Linked DNA regions of Rattus norvegicus: region 1 is linked to region 2. A link is a contact called in public Hi-C data. All regions are on one chromosome and are shown on one strand. The core of a region is the stretch at or near the end of the contact, and the rest is flanking DNA. Distances in the headings are between cores, read along the strand shown. Region 1 has its middle 38 kb from the start of Ddx1. Region 2 has its middle 29 kb from the start of Mycn.

Evidence for each region. Hi-C and Micro-C count contacts between places; a contact is called where the count stands out from the background.
Region 1: a contact with region 2 is called in a Hi-C map of the A7r5 cell line, with 4 times the contacts expected there. The contact joins two enhancer-like sites. A contact is called at or near these places in 2 of 12 Hi-C or Micro-C datasets (the A7r5 cell line and frontal cortex).

What each region holds. Positions count from the first base shown.
Region 1 is chr6:41,717,055-41,720,112 of GRCr8, forward strand. No RefSeq gene overlaps it. Among named protein-coding and RNA genes, the nearest start is that of Ddx1, 38 kb to the right of the region's middle. Within about 2 kb of position 1,462, at least 21 of the 93 cell types and tissues checked have an H3K27ac peak or open chromatin away from gene starts, as enhancers often do. A contact at or near this core is called in the A7r5 cell line, where this site is marked.
Region 2 is chr6:41,479,559-41,482,502 of GRCr8, forward strand. No RefSeq gene overlaps it. Among named protein-coding and RNA genes, the nearest start is that of Mycn, 29 kb to the left of the region's middle. Within about 2 kb of position 1,528, at least 7 of the 93 cell types and tissues checked have an H3K27ac peak or open chromatin away from gene starts, as enhancers often do. A contact at or near this core is called in the A7r5 cell line, where this site is marked.

The sequences.
Region 1 (3,058 bases), core at 212-2,711, 240 kb after region 2:
CACCCTCTGTAAGAACAGCAGGTGCATCTCCTACCTCCCCTCTTTCCCCCCTTTAATGCAATGATTCCCGGCTATAAATTTCCCTCTAAGCACCACTTCAGCTTTCACCTTTCTCAGAGCAGTTTCTAACTCCTCTCAGGAGGTCTTCTTTGACGCGTTGGCTCCATTTCTTCCCTGTGCTTGCTACTATGTCCATGCTTTCTGTTCTTGACTTCCAAGTTCATTTCAGTGTGTTTGGTGCCTGTGTGGCTCTAGTTCTTGTAAGCACACTGAGGCTTGTTTATGGACTACCGCATCCTGGGGGATGCTCTCTGCGCACTAGAGGGATGTGTATTCTGCTGTTGGGGCCTCTAAAGATTGAGTCTTCTCAGCTTATATTCCTTTACAATTAAGTCTTTCTGATTCCTGTTGAAAACCAGGTATTGGAGTATCTAAATAGTATTCTTGAGTGGTTACCTTTGTTACTTTAAACCACGGTTTCCTTAAAGGACAATAACTATTCCTGCTTCACAAAGGGGTAAAGAATTAAAAAATACTCTGGGTGGTAGTGCATGCCTTTAATTCTAGCACTGGGTAGGTAGTGGCGAACAGATCTGTGAGTTCAAGGCCAGTCTGGTCTACAGAACAAGTTCCAGGATAGCGATAGATAGATAGATAGATAGATAGATAGATAGATAGATAGATAGGTAGATAGATAGATAGACAGACAGATGAATGGGTTGGTGGATGGACAGACAGATAGGCAGGCAGGCAGAAAACCAAGACACAGCCTGCACAGTGAGCACTGCTGCAGTGCCTCTGGATGACTGGCAGTGCACAGTGGTGGGAAGAAAGATTTCCTCCCAGTAGCTGGTTCTGCAGGGTAGCTGGCTGGTTTTGAGTTCCATCAACACGGCTTTAGTCTGAGGGAAATAGTCGAGGCTCAGCCCTGTATTCGCTACAGACTAATTTCCAAGATATGCCTATCTCCCGTCTTAAAAAAACAAAACAAAACAAAACAAAACAAGCTAACAGATTCTAACTTCTCATCCTAACTGTGCTAGCTGGTTCTCATGGGAGGGTCTTGTCACTTACCTACTCCCCTCTCCTCCCTTTCTTTTCCCAGTTTAACAAATGCCTGCTAGTCAGACTGTGTCATGGGTCCAGAGGATCCTGAAAGCAGGCCTGCTTTAAACACCCTTCTCTCTGCAGCAAGAGGCACTATGTCTAAGCAGGTAAATAAAATGCAGGAAATGTACACTCTAGGAACAGAAGGAACAAAAGGTTTGGAGCACACATAAAGGCAGAGGTGACTTGCCTAGTAGGGAGGGGATTGAGGAGAAGCAGAAAGCGTAGTTCCCAACAAAGCATTAACAAAAGCTGACAAGAAGTGCGGTCCTCGATAGATAGCAGCTTGGGTTTCATAACCCTCCCTGCCCCTGCCAGCCCTCTTAGGTGGGAGGGGCCCAGGGGAGGAAAACAAGAGGATGTAACACTAAGTGAGTCATCCAGCCTCAAATAACCGAGAGCTGCTAAAGCAGAAAGTTCTCAACTTGGAAGTGTGCCAGCTTCAGCGCTGCAAAAATAGCCATGATGAATTCACATATTTCTTGCGAGTGTGTCGGTCCATCGTACCAGTGAAATCTCAGCCATAGCAAATTGGAATTTGGGGCCCATATGCTCAAAATCATGCTCAGATTTTGGTCAAAGGTTTTCTTGAGAAAGCTAAAAAAGCTGTATTTTTCTACTGAAAGTGGTCTATTCTCTCATTCTGTTGGGGTTATTAAGACTGTGGGATATTGTTTCCTGCTTGGAGTGAAAGGCCTCTTGGTGTTTTTCTGTTGGAGGTCTCCGTGTCTATCACCTCAGCAGAAGAGTCCCGTCAGTTGGAAAATGCCCCATAACGTGAGGATGTCTGCACACTGTAGAGAGGTAGTGTAGCTCAGAGGCCTTTCGCTCGAGCATGGGTCTCAGCTTCCCTGATGCTGCAACTTTTTAATACAGTTCCTGATGCTGTGGTGACCCCCCAACTATAAAATCATTTCGTTGCTACTTCAGAACTGTAGTGTTGCTTCTGTTACGAACTGTAATATAAATGTCTGATATGCGATCCCTTTAGTGACCCACAGGTTGAGAACCACTGCACTAGGAGCACCTTGATCCTCCTGGAATAGGTGTGTGCCAGTTTTAGGGAGTTTTGAGTTAACTTATAATGTGTAGGGGAGACAAAGAGATGAGCAGAGGTTTTCCTGGAGGGGCCCAGCAGGAAAACCTACCTTCCAGGGCTTGAGAAACTCAACATCCACGACTCTTGGGCCTCAGGCTCCTTACCTGACAAAAGGATAGCCTGGCTCTTACACGAGTCAGAATACAAAACATCTGGCTTCTAGGTGGCACTCCAGGGCTGACTTTGCACTCAAGGGGGTGGATAGGATGACTCAGGGCTCCGACACTGGGTAAGATCTTGACAGTCAAGAAGGTGGGAAGCTCTCCCAGCAGGCAGCCGAACAAGAATAAAGGCAGTCACAGTGCCATTACTAATAGCTACCCTCTCGGTGCTTAGGCTTCCTCGCCTTTAGGAGGGAAAGGTGTAGGTAACCTAGCTTCTGGGTTTTAGGACTGAACCAGAATGGGCACGTAGAATGCTGCTAAGTTCACAGTATAGACCAATAAGTGTTACCAGTTGCTTTTACATGGGGTGGGGGTGAGAAGACCAGGTGGCTGGTATGAACTGAGAGGATTTAAGGAGGAAGGTTTGGAAATAAATTGTAGAGGACTTTGAGTGCCCATCTTAGGTTGGATTTAATTAGTAGAGGCCTATCTCATTTTCTTGGGTGGGTTTGACACAGATTGATAAGCATACAACAGTAAGTGTAAGTTTAACCATGCATTCAATCGTAGAAACCAAATGGATTCCTGTCACAGATTTAAATGGCCCCAGCAGAGGATGCTCTTGAGTTGGTGACTCGGTTCTGCTTCCAGCACCTAAGCAGGTATTCACTGATAGCAGAAGCTATAACAGCTAGTGAGACGGCTCAGCACTTCAGAGCAGTTGTTGCTCTTGCAAAGGACCTGGGTT
Region 2 (2,944 bases), core at 278-2,777:
GTGACCACTTCCTTGTAACTGTCATATCCTTTAACTATAAAAAAGTTATCTTTCCTACACAAGAGTGCTAGGTCCCATTTTACAGATGAGAAGGCTGGGGCTAGAAATAGCACATTAAACCCAGACTTATCCAAGGGGAGGCCCAGGATGCAAACACAGTTCAGCTCAAAACTTAGATTCTCTGTGGTTCAATACAGTACCTGTCCTAGGTCTGCCCTACCTGACTGTGCTAAGATACCATGGAGATATGTGGGGCAGAAAGAACAGTGGATTTGAAAGGAGGCCTGGGATATGGTGCTGGGAGAAACTATGAGCAAGGCAAATAGCTTTTCTGATTCCTGTTTTCTTTAGCCAGAAAACCCAACCCAAGCAACATCACTGAGTGAAAAATGGTTGAGCCTCGCTGGAAAAGCTTTGTAGACTGGGACCAAAAGCTTTGATCCTGACATTGAATATAATCAAGACAAAGGCAGTATAATAGTCTACACCCACACTTCATCATGTGATTTGTGTCGTTTGAGAAAGTGTCCCATGTAACCCTGGCTGTCCTTAGAATTCAATACATAGTCAAAGATCACCTTGAACTTCTGATCCTCCTGCCTCTACTTCTCTAGTGCTGGGATTACACACCAGCACTAGAGAACAGTATGTATCACCATACCTGTTTTTGTTGGGTGCTAAGATTGTACCAAGGACTTTGTGTATTCTAGGCAAGGACTCTTCCAAATCAACTACATTCCCAGTCCCCATTATGTCTATTGAGATTCTGTACTGAAGATGGGTTGTAGACACACATCCCTTTTCCTATCCCATCCCACCCCACCCTACCCTATTCTTAGTCCTAGCCTGGCCCTACAAAAGCCTGGTAGAAGGGACTGCAAAGCTTCTCTGTTTGTATGGAGACAATCAGTGTATGGAGACAGAGATCAGAGAGCCAAAGACTCAAAGTAGCCCTTTCTTGTCCCACCTGGAGAAACTCCACCCAGCTCTGGACTGCTGATAGTGGCTCCTCCAAATCCTCTGAGTGTGGAGGACCTGTCTGAGGAGCAGATATTGGTGGGTTACTCTCAAGTTGTGGCAGCCCTGCCCTCACTGCTGCCTTCCTGCTTGCCCTAAATGGCGTCCTCATTGCTTGGATGTACCCTCACTGCGCTCTGTTGCTTCACTACATAATGGTAGATGGAAAACCCTTGAACTTTAAAGTCGAGCTCAATTCTCCCGCTGACTCCGTTAAGTTGCTTCATCAAGGAATGTACATTTCCTGTTCTAGAATATTAGTATAATTTTACCATCCATCCTCCTTCTACGTGTAGTCCATCTACGTCTGCAAAGTGGTTTTATTGACAGCAACCATCGTACTTGCTGCAGAGTTGGGGCTGGGTAAGAATGAACACCAGGCTCGGAGCATTCCCTCTGAATTTCCCACATACGTTCTACCCTGGTAGTGAGAGGGCAGGGGGTGGGGGTTCAGGGAAATCCAATGTATCTAGTGTTTAGCAACGTGGCCTCTAAAAGAATGACTGTTTGCAAATCTCCTTTCTTCCTTCTCCTGCAGCTGTCAGAGGCTAGAATTACACAGGGCTCATGGCCAGGTTTTGGGGAGATGGGTCTGTGGGGGAGAGACTCTCTCAGATGAAAGAGATAACATACCAGGTCAGTGGTCCCCTCCAGTAACTGTGTCATCTGACAGAGCAACCAAAGGGAGGAAGAATTTCCCCTGTACCTGACAATAACAGTTTTTCTCAGTAAAATATGTTGAAGCTGAGAGGTTTTTCTTGGCAGAGCACTGTACCATTAACTCAAGATTAAATGCATCCTGTCCAAATTCTTTTGCTACTTGTAATGGGCCTCTGGCTCGAGGCATCCAGATGTTGATTCCACACATGCCTAGGGAAAAGAAGTTAATTGTTCTCTTCTACAAGTCTGGAAGTGGGGGCTGTGGTGACTGCCCCTTATACTCTCTCTACAACTCCCAGATGACCGGAAAGATCTTATTGCTCTAGCTTCCAGCACTGCTGCCAGCTGACAGACAACACGAAGCTCATGCCCATAGCGGGCCTCCTCCCTGGACACTGCTCTTGCCTGGAGGCAGGTGCAACACTCCAGGTTACACCCCAGACAAGGCAGTCCCCATGACTGACAGAGGCTATATGAGGCTGCAGAAGCCCCACCTCCATTCTCTAGTTTGGGATAACTCAGAAGTTATCCCAAGTTCTTCCTCTCTGGGGTCACTAATTATGATCGTGGATTCGGTAGGATTTATGGAGGCAAATGTGCACATGAGGGGTTTTCTAAATTGGGTTGAAGTGGCAAGACTCACCTCGAATATGGGCTAGACTAAATAAAGGGGAGAAAGTGAGCTGAGAACCAGCATTCATGAATCTCTGCTTCCTGACTGTGGATCCAACGTGACCTGCTGCTTCATCTTCCCACCACCATGACATCTCTGGCTTCAAACTGTGAGCCAAGCCAAATGCTTTTCTAATCCTTGAGTTGCTCCCCCACCCACTCCCGAATGTTTTTGCCACAGTGATGAGAAAACTAACAAATATAGCCCAGGAGATTAGCAGTTCGAATGTTGTCAAAGCAGAGTTCATCTTCCGGAGGTCAAGTTCACTACTTTGATACTCTGATATCACAGGGAGATTCTTCAGTAAATTGACTGTTAAGGGAGCTTGGCATCCACACCATTCAAAGAAGCAGATCCTAAGAAAGACCTAATTCCATGGAGTTAGACCTCACTAGCCAACTGACCATGAACGTCCACTGACAGCACCAGAATGCTATGTACTTAGCTGAAAATTCCATGGTGGGTGTGGCTGGAGTATACAGAAAGGAGCTGGTGTGGGGTACACTAATTCAGGTGTTGGTATGAGAGAAGGACAGTGCGGTTGAATGTCTAGGATGAGAACTGTTGACCCGGAGTAGACAACGGGAGCACTGA